Linked DNA regions of Mus musculus: all the other regions are linked to region 3. Evidence: chromatin contacts called from public HiChIP or PLAC-seq data. All regions are on one chromosome and are shown on one strand. Each heading gives the region's core, a stretch centred on a gene start, on an enhancer-like site or on the middle of the called end of the contact. The rest is flanking DNA. Distances are from core to core; before and after follow the strand shown. Region 1 overlaps Rras2 (related RAS viral (r-ras) oncogene 2). Region 2 has its middle 17 kb from the start of Gm33659. Region 3 has its middle 26 kb from the start of Far1os.

Region 1 (4,413 bases), core at 810-3,309, 480 kb before region 3:
GGTGGGGAGAATAGAGGACATGGTGGTCACTCGAGACTGGCAGCCTGATTCCCAGGGGCAACGGTGTGGACTTCTGTTCCTTGGAAGAGGGAATGGGTCCTTGCACCTCTTATCTAGGAGGTTATCTTCCTTCTTGCCACATTTAAAGTAGACTTTGGGTTATGCCTACCTTATCCTTTTTAAAAGCAAGATTTATTTATGTATTTTCCGGGCCTGAACGCTTTGCTATCCGTGTGTATGGGCGCTGCATTTGTCCCTGGTGCTTCAGGAGGACAGACTTTTGATCCCTTGGAACAAGAGTTACAGATGGTTGTGAGCCACCACCACGTGGGTGCTGCAAACTGAACGCTGGTCCTCTGCAAGAGTAGCAAGTGCTCTTACCTGCTCAGCCACCTCTTCCGCCCTTGCAGAGTTATTCAGTTCGCCTAAGGGCTCAGGCATCTGTCCAGCGTGGCTTCTGGACTTGACTTTCAATCCCCTGACTGCATAATCATGCATCGTCTCGCCTTGCTGCCTGCAGCCAGCCTTTATAAATCCTCTAATCAAGAAACCAAGCAGCTACCAAATCTCAGGTTCTGCTCTATTTTGTCATAGGGAAATGTAAAACTTGTTCTGTGGGTAAAAGTGTCTGTAGGGCCATGCTGAATTTCAGTGTTCAGGGTAGGCTCTTAAGGACTTTGCATCTAGACTGTTTCAGAATCCCCTCCCAAGAGAACTGGGCAGGACCTCAAGAAGATGACAGGGGTGTGGGTTTATAAATCTTGCCTTTTCTCATATTTTTGGAAATATTCTTCCTTATTTTATAGGCCAATAGAAAATTTGGTATTCAGTGAATTTTTATTAAATAATAATTCTTAGGCTCTGATGACCTTATTAGCATTGGGTCTGAATTTAAACCGTAGTCTTCCTGCTTGTTTATTGAGTGGCCTTGAAGAAGTAGTGCAGTTCTCTGATGTAAAAATGTTTGTAAAAGGGGGGAATCTGTTGGAGGGTCCTTGTGAGGATAAATGAGAAAATCTACTGAGTAATAAGCAAGGCAGATGCGCAGCCGCACTGCCTGCAGGTCTTGCCTGGCCTGTGATTTGCTGGGGAAGGCCTTCTCCTTCCTCTCTGGCAGTGTTCCTGTCTTTACCCTGCTTACATTCTGGCTGGGTGGGGGAAGGAATGGATGATTTAAGGTTTTTTTTTTGTTTGTTTTGTTTTGTTTTGTTTTTGTTTGTTTGTTTGTTTGTTTTTTAATGTACGTGTGTAGCTGAGAGAGGGCAGGAGCAGGGAAGAGGGAGAAAGAAGGAGGAGGCCTAGAAAGTTTCCTGAGGTCAGCTCAGGATGAGGGCATGAACCCTTAGCTTCTCGATTTGACTATGCAGTTCTCTTCATTTTATTAGCATGTATGAATTATACAATAATGACTAAGTGATAGCTACTCATTTTGATCGTATTCACTCCCATTAACCGATCTTGCCCTCCCTCCCACTTCTGCAGAATCCCCCACCCCCACCCCTGTCTTCCCAAATCTAACTCTGTAGCTTTTACAGTTTGCATTTTTTTGTTGTTGTTTTTTTTTTTTTTTTTTTTTGTTTTTTCGAGACAGGGTTTCTCTGTATAGCCCTGGCTGTCCTGGAGCTCACTTTGTAGACCAGGCTGGCCTCGAACTCAGAAATCCGCTTGCCTCTGCCTCCCGAGTGCTGGGATTAAAGGCATGCGCCATCACGCCCGGCTCAGTTTGCATTTTTTTTTTTAAAAAAAATTAGGGTGGAATCTGTCAGATACATGTAGTAGTTCTGTTGTCCATGTAACACACCTGTGCCTTTCAATATCTGATACTTTGAGAGATTTTTTACTTTTTTTTTTAAAATTTATTATTATACCCTTCCTTATTCACTGTGTCCTTTTAAAAGCTGCCAAGCCTCCCGAGTGTGGCATGGGCTCAGAAATGCTCAGGCTTGTGTTTGCCCTGTCCTGTAGTCCCTCTGATCCAGCCCCCTTTCCTCACCAGGCCCGTGAGACTTAACCCAAGTGCTGGATCCCTAGTCTCCGGTGTGGACCAGACTCCACCCTGTGGCAGTGTTTGGGAACTGCACTTTCACACCGGGCTGGCTTTAAGAGAAAGTGGTTGTCGCCACTGCCCCTTGGAATGCGGAAGGGCAATTCATTCTTGTCACCTCTTCCCCATTTTCCTGCTCCACCAAGCCTGCTGCCAGTGAGTAGTCCTCTTTGGAGGCCAAGCAGAGAGTTCGCAGACTGAGGCTATGGAAGCGTGCCTGCTCACCTGGGCGTACCATTTTGTAGCTATTGCAGACAAATTTACCCAGACCAGATCGTATGGGGGAAGGCAGTAGATCTCTCTGCGCAAGTGGAATAACTTATCCAGTGTGGGTGGTCTCCCTGTCCTTTGTTCTCGCCAGGACTCCCCTCCACATATCCTTTAATGTGCTGCCGGCAAAGCCCCAGGAAACCCACCCTCCCTTCTGTAGCTTTTGGTCTACCCTGCTTTCCGCTTTCTAGTGCTGTCCCCCAGCCTCCATGTTATCTGCTGCTGGAGGGTTTGTTTGTTTGTTTTTCCTTGGACAGTTACTGGGGCTCTGTGAACACAGTTCCCATGCATAGTGGCAGCCATACCTCTTAATTTGTGTTGCCTTCTGAGCAGGCATGGTTTTACACTTCATGTGTTTTGGGGTTGGCCTGTCTCTATCCTTCTTACTGTTTTGTTGCTGTTAGGAATTGACCTAAGCATGTCTGGCAAGCGCTCTACCACCAAGCCACAGCCCCGTTGTTCCTAACAGTAGATTGGGTGTTCTGTCAAAGGGACAGTGGGACCTGTTAAGGGGTACAGAGTGGGTATCACCCATATTACTGATATAACTTCAAACAAACATTGTAGGAAAATTACAGGAGGGGTTCTGGTAGTGGGAAATGAGGCACAAATCAAACTGGAAAGTTTTGTGTTCTGTGGAAAGCAACTAACTACGGGTCCCCTGAGGTACACACTTGTTTCAGCTCTGTAGGAGACTGAAGTGGAAGGATTGTAAGCTCAAGACCTGTCTGGGCAGCTTAGCAAGACTGAGTCTCAGAAATCAAAGAGGAGGGCGGGGATGTGGCTCGGTGTTGGAACCGTGCCTGATCTGATCTGATTGCAGTTTCAGTCCCCAGCACTCCAAACACACAATCAATCAACAAACAAACAAACACAAACCGTGGGTTCTAAGGAGGAAGAGGAGAGCGATTGCCATTTGTACGTTTTATGGTTGTAATCTTTACACATACAAATACACAAATGCTAAATGAACAAGATAGATTCATGCCTGTGTGTTTATCTGTGTAATTACTGCTCAGACCCTGAGGATATTTTCAGAAGCCCGGATGGGAGCTGAACACTCAGACTGTTATGAACTCAGAACACTGGGTTCATAGCACTCAGGCACACATTCCAGAGGCTCATGCAGGGTCTGTGGGGTAACTGGGCCTGGAGTTGTTAGAGCTGCCTTCCCTCCCCCACCACAGAGGAACACAGCTCTGGACTTTGAGGAAAGCCATTGGTTCAGCGTGTGGCTGCCGGTGACAGCAGCCCAGTTACGGTTGTGGCTGAAGAGCAGCAGCCTGCCTGCACTCCTTGATCCCTGGTTTGGTAGGCCTGCTCCTGCCTCAGTGTTGTCTCTTTGCTGCGAGTGCTGAAGGGCCGGCCTGGACATTGGCTTCAGATCCTGCAGCTTGGAAGTAGCAGTGAGAGTTAAACTCAACTTTGCCGGAGACTTTCTTCTCTTTAAAATAAAGATTTATTTTTATTTTATGTGTATAAGGTTTATCCTGCAGGTATGTCTACACACCATGTACATGCAGTGCCCCATGAAGGCCAGAAATGGGCATGGGATCCCACATGGCCATGCGGGTGCTGGGAACTGAATGCAGGCCTTCTGAGGAGCAGCAGGTGGTCTTAACCCCTGAGCCATCTCTCCAGCCATAGAAACTGTGTTTTATTGGTAACCCCACTGGCTCATTGTTTCTAAGTTCAAGTGTTGTTTTTTATTCTTTCTTTCTTTATTTGTTATCTATAGTTATTTATTCAATCATTTGTTTGTTTGTTTTTGAGGCAGGGTTTCTCTGCATAACTGCCCTGGCCATCCTGGAACTCACTTTGTAGATCAGGCTGACTTCAAACTAACCGAGATACACCTTTCTCTGGCTCCCTGGTGTGTGCCTGTGTACCACAACCAGCTCTATTGTTTTTTAAAGGCAGGGTCTTCTGCATCCCAGACTGGCCTAGAACTACATATGTAGCTGAGGCAAGCGCACCGCTGCAGCAGGCTTATGCTGGAGATTAGTGTAAGTGGTGGGCCAGAGAAGGGGCTCAGCAATTAAGACTGCTTCCTACACAAGGTTGAGGCTTAGAGTTAGGACGGCAGCATCCGTGGAACA
Region 2 (4,342 bases), core at 188-2,687, 420 kb after region 3:
GCTAACACCCTGGGGTTTGTGGGACATTTAAGGCAGCGGCAAACCTCCATGCTCTGGAGAACAACCCGTGAGCACCTCTGTGGCACTGACCTCCTCATTTACTCCTGGAGTTGTCTGGCTGGCTCTGCACAGGTAGGTCTAGCCTCAAGGTGGTTGTGAGAACAGCAAACTCTTATCCACATGGGCCACGAGTGACTGTAACACAAGCAGAAAACACCCACGGGAGAGGGCCATAGCATGGCAAGCTGACTACTACGATTGGATTAAGGCCTAGTGGCTTGTGGTCTGCCTGGAGAAGCAGCACTAGATTCTCTGTCCAGTCTCCAGGAAACCCTCCACATCCTTAGGAGACCACCATTGCCTCTCACGTCAAAGGCTGTTTCCAGCTAGGACAAGTAAGACATGTGGCACCTGCTCAGAGAGTCATGAATGACTTGTGTGTGGTGTCTAAAACATCTCAGAAGTCAGTGGATGTGTCTTTGGAAACCTCCAGAAACTTCCATGATCTTAGACATTACCTAACAGATAAAATATTTGGGTACCCTAGTTCAAATGTAGGTTCAGTGCTCTAAGGCCAACTGCTTTAAACACAGCCTAGTTTGCAATCTTTTGCCAATAGGCTTTGAGGGTTTTTGACTTCAGGCTATCTACTGCATTATTTATACCATGTACTCTCACCTTCCCCGAGAGCCAAAGCTTAGTACACATGAGCAGTATGCTGCAGACGAGCCTGACTGTTGTATGCTCACACTGCCTGTTAGTAGTGCAGCTGGGGTGTGAGTCAAGCCCAGCCTCTTGGAGACCAGAACCTGAACTCTTGCTTGTGACCAATGTGGAAGAAGCCAGTGATTAGCCACTTCATGCAGCTGCCTACCTGGAGGACACAGCTTATAGCTAGAGGGTACCGGATAGGAGTCTCCTTTCTTCCTTTCCTTTGATCTGAGGTCATGCTGTGTGAGACCTGACAATCTCTAACTTTCCCAAAGTGCTCAATCTCTCTCTTTCTCTCTCTCTCTCTCTCTCTCTCTCTCTCTCTCCCTCACAAAAGGAGAAGGTAAACTGGTTTATATTCTTTGTAGGAACAAATATACACAAAAATCTATTGGGAAAAATTAGAATATGTCCGGACAGTCAGACACATATCTATGAACCCAGCACTTGGGAAGAAGAGTCCATAAGACTGAGAATTCAAGTTCACTCCGAGCTACACAGCAAGATAAAGGTCAGCTGCTGCTTCATAAGCCCGGTCTCAAAACAAAAGCAAAAACAACTAAATAAGTGAAGGAAAGAAGAGGAAAGAAAGAGGGAAAAATGAAAGTAATAAAAAAGAGAAAGATAGACAAAAGCCAGCCCCCTGTCTTTCTAAGCAGGGATACTCCAGTCCTCTTAATGGCTACCGAGTTTCTGGTACATCTAGCCAAGTGTGATTTGCAATGAGACGTTTAATATAGCGCCACTCCTTTTCCTGACTCACTAAAAATGAGATCATCTTGAACATCAGACTAAAGTAAGGAATTTCCAAACTGAGTTTGGCATTTGGCTGTTCTATCCTAATGTGTCTGCATCTCGTCTTTGGTAGAACAAAAGAAGGTTCCCAGATGGTGAAGCGACCTGGCCAGACAGCACAGCCACGCAAAGGGCTACCACCAAAAGCTCAGCTTCATGTGATATGGGCGCTCCGGTACAAAAGCTCTGTTCACAGACCTGCACCGTGCCATCACCCTGAGACTGATATGGACCCACAACAGGCACTCTAACCACGAGGACTTACTCCCCATGGGCAGAGTGGAATCTGGTAGCAGCACCCAGCCTAAAAGGAGCAGATCTCAAAGCTAAGAGTGAGAAGAAGCAAAACAGAACGGACGCGCTTCCCTGGAGACAAGCATCTCAGTTCCCATGCAAAGGAGGGATATTACAAACCATTTAAAATTAGAGGCTATAATTAATGTTAAGCTAGTTAAAAATGTGAAACAACAATGTAAAGATAAAAGGCAAATAATACACAGAGAAAATATTTGCACCAAAGATCATTCAACCGTATGATACATGAAGAACTCAAACCTTAAAAGGAAAACAAACCATGGGCTCCATGAAATGGCTCAGTAGATAACGGGCTTGCTACCAAGTCTTCAGACCCGAGTTCAAGTCCAAGGGCCCTCATGCTAGAAGGTGACCATAAGTTCCTGCAAGGTGTACTCTGACTCCTACACAAGTGCCATGGCACTAGCACCTCCACACCCCCACATGTCACCCCTAGTTCCATAGATGAGGAGTAGGTTTGCACCCTAGATATCTGAACTGACTTAGGGTTCTTTGAGCACAACGCGCTAGGGCCCAGGCTCTGGGTTCGGGTCATATAGCTTCTGAGAGGATGACATTGCATGGTGCTAGATACATTGTTTCCACTATTGCATGGTGCCAGATACATTGTTTCCACTAAAAAATATCCAACAAAGAAACAAACAAACAAACAAAACCTGGGAGATGGTAATTTTGTCTAATTCAAGTTTGGTTGTGGCATTTTGCATGTCAAAGTAAGCTGCATGCCCACACATGGCAATCTCCCAGGAACACTTAGCAGTGACCATAACACTTTGTGGGTTGCTTTCTGTGTCTCCATAGCAATTCTGATGACCAGCGTTGATGCACCAGCCACATACATCATTCATTTTGCCAGTTAGTCAGATCTGCCCTCTCCATGGAAAAGTAAAACAAGGGCTCGCCAGACATCCTGGCAGGTGAAGGTGCTTTGTCTCACAAGTCTGGTGATGCAAGTTTGAGCCCATGGTGGAAAGAATGCCATATGCACTCTGTGGCACAGGGATGCACACATTCCAACATGCATGGCATTCCCTAATCAGAATAAATAAAATGTTTTTTAAAGGAAAAAAAAAATCAAAGCAGTTGAGGAAGGGTACACGGTACTGCCACTAGAGGGAGTGTACAGTCAGTGTCAACATATCTTAGACCCTAGGGCAGGCAGTTTGTGCAGCTGAGGCAGCCTTCTGCAGATGGTCTGCAGTGCTCGGGAAAGCCTGCCGCGATATGTTCTTGTTTGAGTGACTACTATGAGACGTGGAAGCAGCGTTGCACACGGGTGATAGCTCTGATATATTGAGCACCTACTGTGTGCTAGGTTCTGTATCTGGAAAGCAGGAATCATAACTTTATTTGTACACAAGGTTTTGTGAGCACTTTAAGAGGCGGGGTGATGAGTGTTTGAGTAGCGAGTGCTTCAGACGAAAACCTTCAGGGCAATGTTCACAGTCACTGGACTTCCTCCTGGCTGACAGTCCTGTTGCTGGAGACACCACACATAGTCGCCTCTCCTTCTGCTGCCTACATCCAACCCATCTCTCATCCTTCTGATGGTGCCGTCTTGACCCTGTGGACTGGAGCCCTATTCTGCTCACTACCAGGTTCAGTGAGACCACAAGTCACTTTACTTCTGGCAGCTCAGTTTGCTCATCTGCAAAGTGGGGTGATACTTCTCTTAGGGACTTTGTGGGGATCTAATAATGTTTCCCAAGTCGAGTTCTGGGCACACAGAACTCAGTAGTATGAACCTATTATCCTAAAAACAGATCATGGATGTGTCTTGATCAATGCCACTGACATTTCTACATATACCCTTCTTTCTGGCAGTCTTTGACAAAAGAAATGTAGCAGAAACCTAGGCGTTGACAGCCTGTCTTTGGCCTCTTTGTAATAGGCCATTTCCCTAACTCAATGCTGTATAAAGCAGTGGAGCTTCTGAATTCATTGACAGTGTCTGTCAGCGAAGAAATGTCAGAGCTTTTGGTTCCAACTGTCCCCATGCCGTCCTCTGGCTTTCCCTGGGTGAGCGGTAACATTTTCAAATGGAGAAAAATCTCCTGGTAATGTCGCTGTCCTCCCCCAGAGCAGATTTACAGCAGAGTGGCTGGCATTTTCACAGACTCTGCGCTTGTCAGTGTCAGCTTTTATATGTCCCTGGGTCCCCATACATATGTATATATAGGCATCATTTGAATCCCCAGCGAACAAAGGCTCTTTTTCCAACTTGGAGATATTTTAAAAGATCTCTCCATTTCATCTATTTTTAAGTGTTTGTGTGATTTAAGGGTATGCTAATATTAGGGCCCGAGGAGCTGGCTCAGCGGCTAAAGCGCTTGTTGCACAAGCTTGAGGGCCTGAGTTCACATCCTCAGTGCCCAGGTAAAACGGGGCACAGTGGTGCGTATCTGTAACCCCAATGCTGGGGTGAGCAGAGACGGATGGATTCTGGGGCCTTGCTGGGTAGCCAGCTAGCTAAATTGGCAAGCTCTAGGTTGAGTCAGAAACCCTGTCTCGGGAGGCAGAG
Region 3 (3,813 bases), core at 632-3,131:
GGGGACCCCCCCCCCCATTCCTGCACTGCACTGGCTCCCATGCTGGGTGAGAAGTACAGGAACACCTGATGACATAGCTGCCCAGGCCTGGGAGCTGGGGCCTCAGTTGGGGGCTCGCTGCCTGCTGTCCCCCAGCACCTGCTGCCCAGTCCAGGACACCGTGTGCGCCAGCTTCTGCAAGGAGTACCTGAACCCATGCAGCAGCACTCGGAAGATGTACCAGCCAATGATGAGCAGTTCTGCCGGGGCTGCTGTTACTGCTGCCACGGTTCCGAAAGTCTGTGGGTGGTCAAGAGCAAAGGTTCGCCGAGGTCTACTGGTCTTGAGTCCACTGCTGGGCACAATGGCTTCTGTTCAATTTTATAGCCCTGATTCACTAACCCTGAAGAAAAGTCATTGATATTTATGATGAAATTTGTTGTAATTTTGTCTTTTGAGAAATGTAAGACAGGAGATCGCTCTTCCTCAAAAAGAAACAAACAAACAAAGAACACATCTAGGAGAGGAACTCTCTGCTATGTCAGAGAGAGGAGTGACAAGTGTGGGCATCATGAGAGGCCTGCAGGGGAAAGGGGATAGCTTCCTGTGACATCTGGCACATGACACCTGAGCTGGGTTTTCATGAAGGAAGTCTTCTCTTGGTGGAGAAGGGAAGGGACATTCCAGGAAGAGCTAGTGCAAAGGACCCTGGGGACAGCAGTGAAAAGGTACTGTCATTGAGAAGGAATAGTAAGGAGTGGGTACAGAAAGACAGGCTTGCACAGTGAAGACACGTTCTGCCTGGAACAGCAGCATGTCGGCTGAGAAACTAACGTACAGACAGGGAAGAGTAGACAGACGTGGGAAGGGGTGAGAGCCAGTCTTGGTCATCAGCCTGACTAAATCTGAAGTAAATTAAAATGCAAGCCAGCACCCCCTGGCCTGAGAGACTTGTCTTCATCAGATACGTGTGGACGGCAGCTTCTGCTAGCAGCCGGATAGAAGGAAACTTCCCTTTTTGCTTGTTGCCTTCACTCCTTCTGGCAAGCTCATCTATCTTGTTGCTACCACATTCCTTTGCTGATATTAGAAACAGCTTTGGGCTTCCAACATGGACTGAGACCAGTAGCTCCAGGAATCTTCTAGGACATCAGCACCAGATTAGGAATGCTGAGACAACCAGCTTTACAGAACTAATACAAGATTCCCAGCCTCTCCAGTGTGTTGAACTGCCAGGCCCATATTATGTAATATAACCTAATAAATCCCTTTTTAATATATCTTCACTCCATCAATTCTCTCCCTTTAGAGAATCCTGACCAACACAGAAGGCAAGCTAAGACAAGCTGGGAAGGAAGCCACGAGACTGTAGCGCTTGAGTGCTCTTACAGGTGATTCAGGGCTACTGGATTCCTTCTCATCTGCAGAGGAACCCAAGACATTCTCTGAGGGCTTCTGGAAGGAGGTTTGTGGATGTAACCCAGTGCCTAGCTTTACTTCCAGGGCTCTAGCAGACAGGTTCCTAGATTCCCCATATCCTTGATCCTGGCCCTAGAACAACTCCACTCTCCCTTTTAAGCCTCCAAACTAATGTGGATGCAGATAAGTATTGGCTCAGTTGGATTAGCTACCAAATTCACACCATTACTTCAGAGAAAGCAAATGTTTGCTGTATTACTCATCTCTTAACAATAACAATCAGTAAAGTTGGAACCACTGGATTGTCTGAATATCTGATCTGAGCCTATGCCAGGGTCTTCATTCCAGGGGGACCCAGGAACCTGCTAGGCTAGTCTTGTCAATTATTATAAGAGCTGGCATTTATTAACTTTGAGTCAGGCGGTGCCCTGGGTTCCTTACACACATGATCACATTTCATCCTCATGACAACTTCTATTGAGAGAAAACAGGTTTACAGAAGTGAGTTGCCTGAGGAGCCTCAGAGGCAAAGCCAGCCCTTGACTGCAGAGTTGTAAAAGGCTTTTGTTCTTTCTTAACCTGTCTTTGGCATGGCATGCTATGTGGTGTCTAACTGTGCTCTAAAGCCCATTGTGTTGAAAGGAAGGGCTTGGCTGTCAGCCTCTGGTCTTCCTGAAAGACAACAGAACATTTAGGAAGTAGAGCTTAATTAGTTGGTGTGCCCTTGAAGGGGCTGTTGAGACTCTAGCCCTTTCCAGCCACCATAAGACAAACACTTTCCCTTATTACCACACACCTTCACTATGATGTAGTATGTTGCCATTGGTCAACAAACCAACAAACTACAGACTAAGTTCTCTGAAGCCACGAGCTAAATAAATATTCCTCCTTATAAGTGCTTTATCACTAGCATTTGGTCACAGTGGTGGAAAGCTGACTGGCACATAGGGGAATCTTAATCTTCTGAAGGTGAGGAAAAAGACTCAAGCTTAGGACACCACTAGACAATGAAAATGTCATCCCAATCCAGCTCTCTCCACAGGCTCAGAAGTACAGAAGACTGTGGTGGGTGCCCTGAAAGCTGGTGTCTGGGGCTGCAGCCTATGGCATTAGTCACAGAACATAGAGTTAATAGGATGTTCCCTTCCAGGAAAACAAACTGGTCTCTGCTGCTTCACTGCTCAGGGCTTATACCTTGGCTACACAGAAGTGACTGGGTAACAGGTTCTTTCAAGAACAGAGTGGCTCTGTCCATGGGGGCAACACTTAGGTACTGTGCTTCCCCAGGGCAACTCTTCCCACATGAGATAACACAAAGATGCAGCTCACAGTCAGCTGGGCACAAGGCAAATTCGACAGTGGTTGTTTTTCTTAGCAGCTTCCTGGATGAGAACTGGGTCTCTTAGTATCAGAGGGCTATTATCCTACATGAAGAACTGAGAGAGAGACACACACAGAGACACAGAGAGAGAGAGAGAGAGAGAGAGAGAGGGGGGAGAGAGAGAGAGAGAGAGAGAGAGAGAGAGAGAGAGAGCAAAAGCTGTGGGACTGGTTTGTTCAGGATTGCTGTGTCCACCCCCTCCATCACTTTGATTCCAGACAAGGCATCTTTTCATCCCTCCCTTTTTTAAAAATCTACACTATGCAGATGCTGTTCACAGCCATGTGGCCAACCATATGTATAAAGAGTCTCCATCTTCAAGCCTTGGAGGGTAGCTGTGGACAGACAAAATAAAACCCAGGTTCCCCACCATTCATCAGTTTGTAATACACATGAAGCCTATTAATCAAATCCCTCAGAGCCTTTTAATTCCCTGTACTATGGCCCTCAAATACTTAGTTACCAAGGAATATGTAACCATGATTATGAACCAACCCATAAATTTTTTTAACCCATACTTGGTCCTCACTCTCTGCATCACTTTGGTCTTACCTGGCCAATGACCTCTGTTCTTATGGCTACATAGATGATCCATACATAGCCAGAAATGACAAATGAGACTGCTGACAGACTCCAAAGTGCTCTAGACAAAACCATACTGGTTTGGTGGATACAAGCTCCATTCCCAACTCCCTCTCCAGTGTCAGAATGCAAGTCAGAATCTGAAACTATTCCATGGGTTCTGGGGACACTTCCCCAGCCTCTAGGACTCAGGTTGGCACAGTGACACTGTGGTCCATGCAAAGATAAAAATAATGGCTTCCCCTCACATCTGCTCTGGACTTGGTCACCTGCCGACCCCAAAGCAGCACAGTACAAGCCCAGTTTCAAAACATCTGTGACTTGCCTGTCCAGAATAAACACCTATGATGTCATATTCTCCTACCCTCTCTTTCTCACTCTTCTAAACTCATGTCATTTCCCTTAGAAACACCTTTATGCATATTAGCTCCTGTAATGGAATCCAAGAGGGT

What was found. HiChIP or PLAC-seq counts read pairs in DNA pulled down with a chosen protein or histone mark.
Region 1: a contact with region 3 is called in a FOXA1 HiChIP or PLAC-seq map of pancreatic cancer cells. The contact joins two enhancer-like sites. A contact is called at or near these places in 4 of 115 datasets of contacts at active chromatin or transcription factors (T-cell acute lymphoblastic leukemia, embryonic basal ganglia, neural tube and 1 more).
Region 2: a FOXA1 HiChIP or PLAC-seq map of pancreatic cancer cells shows a contact between it and region 3. The contact joins two enhancer-like sites. A contact is called at or near these places in 1 of 484 Hi-C or Micro-C datasets (olfactory sensory neurons) and 1 of 115 datasets of contacts at active chromatin or transcription factors (pancreatic cancer cells).

What each region holds. Positions count from the first base shown.
Region 1 is chr7:114,064,642-114,069,054 of GRCm38.p6, reverse strand. All of the region lies in intron 1 of Rras2 (related RAS viral (r-ras) oncogene 2), which reads left to right. Among named protein-coding and RNA genes, the nearest start is that of Gm51454, 30 kb to the right of the region's middle. Within about 2 kb of position 2,059, at least 103 of the 459 cell types and tissues checked have an H3K27ac peak or open chromatin away from gene starts, as enhancers often do. A contact at or near this core is called in pancreatic cancer cells, where this site is marked.
Region 2 is chr7:113,165,961-113,170,302 of GRCm38.p6, reverse strand. No RefSeq gene overlaps it. Among named protein-coding and RNA genes, the nearest start is that of Gm33659, 17 kb to the right of the region's middle. Within about 2 kb of position 1,437, at least 40 of the 459 cell types and tissues checked have an H3K27ac peak or open chromatin away from gene starts, as enhancers often do. A contact at or near this core is called in pancreatic cancer cells, where this site is marked.
Region 3 is chr7:113,589,314-113,593,126 of GRCm38.p6, reverse strand. It overlaps the pseudogene Gm33828. Among named protein-coding and RNA genes, the nearest start is that of Far1os, 26 kb to the right of the region's middle. Within about 2 kb of position 1,881, at least 43 of the 459 cell types and tissues checked have an H3K27ac peak or open chromatin away from gene starts, as enhancers often do. A contact at or near this core is called in pancreatic cancer cells, where this site is marked.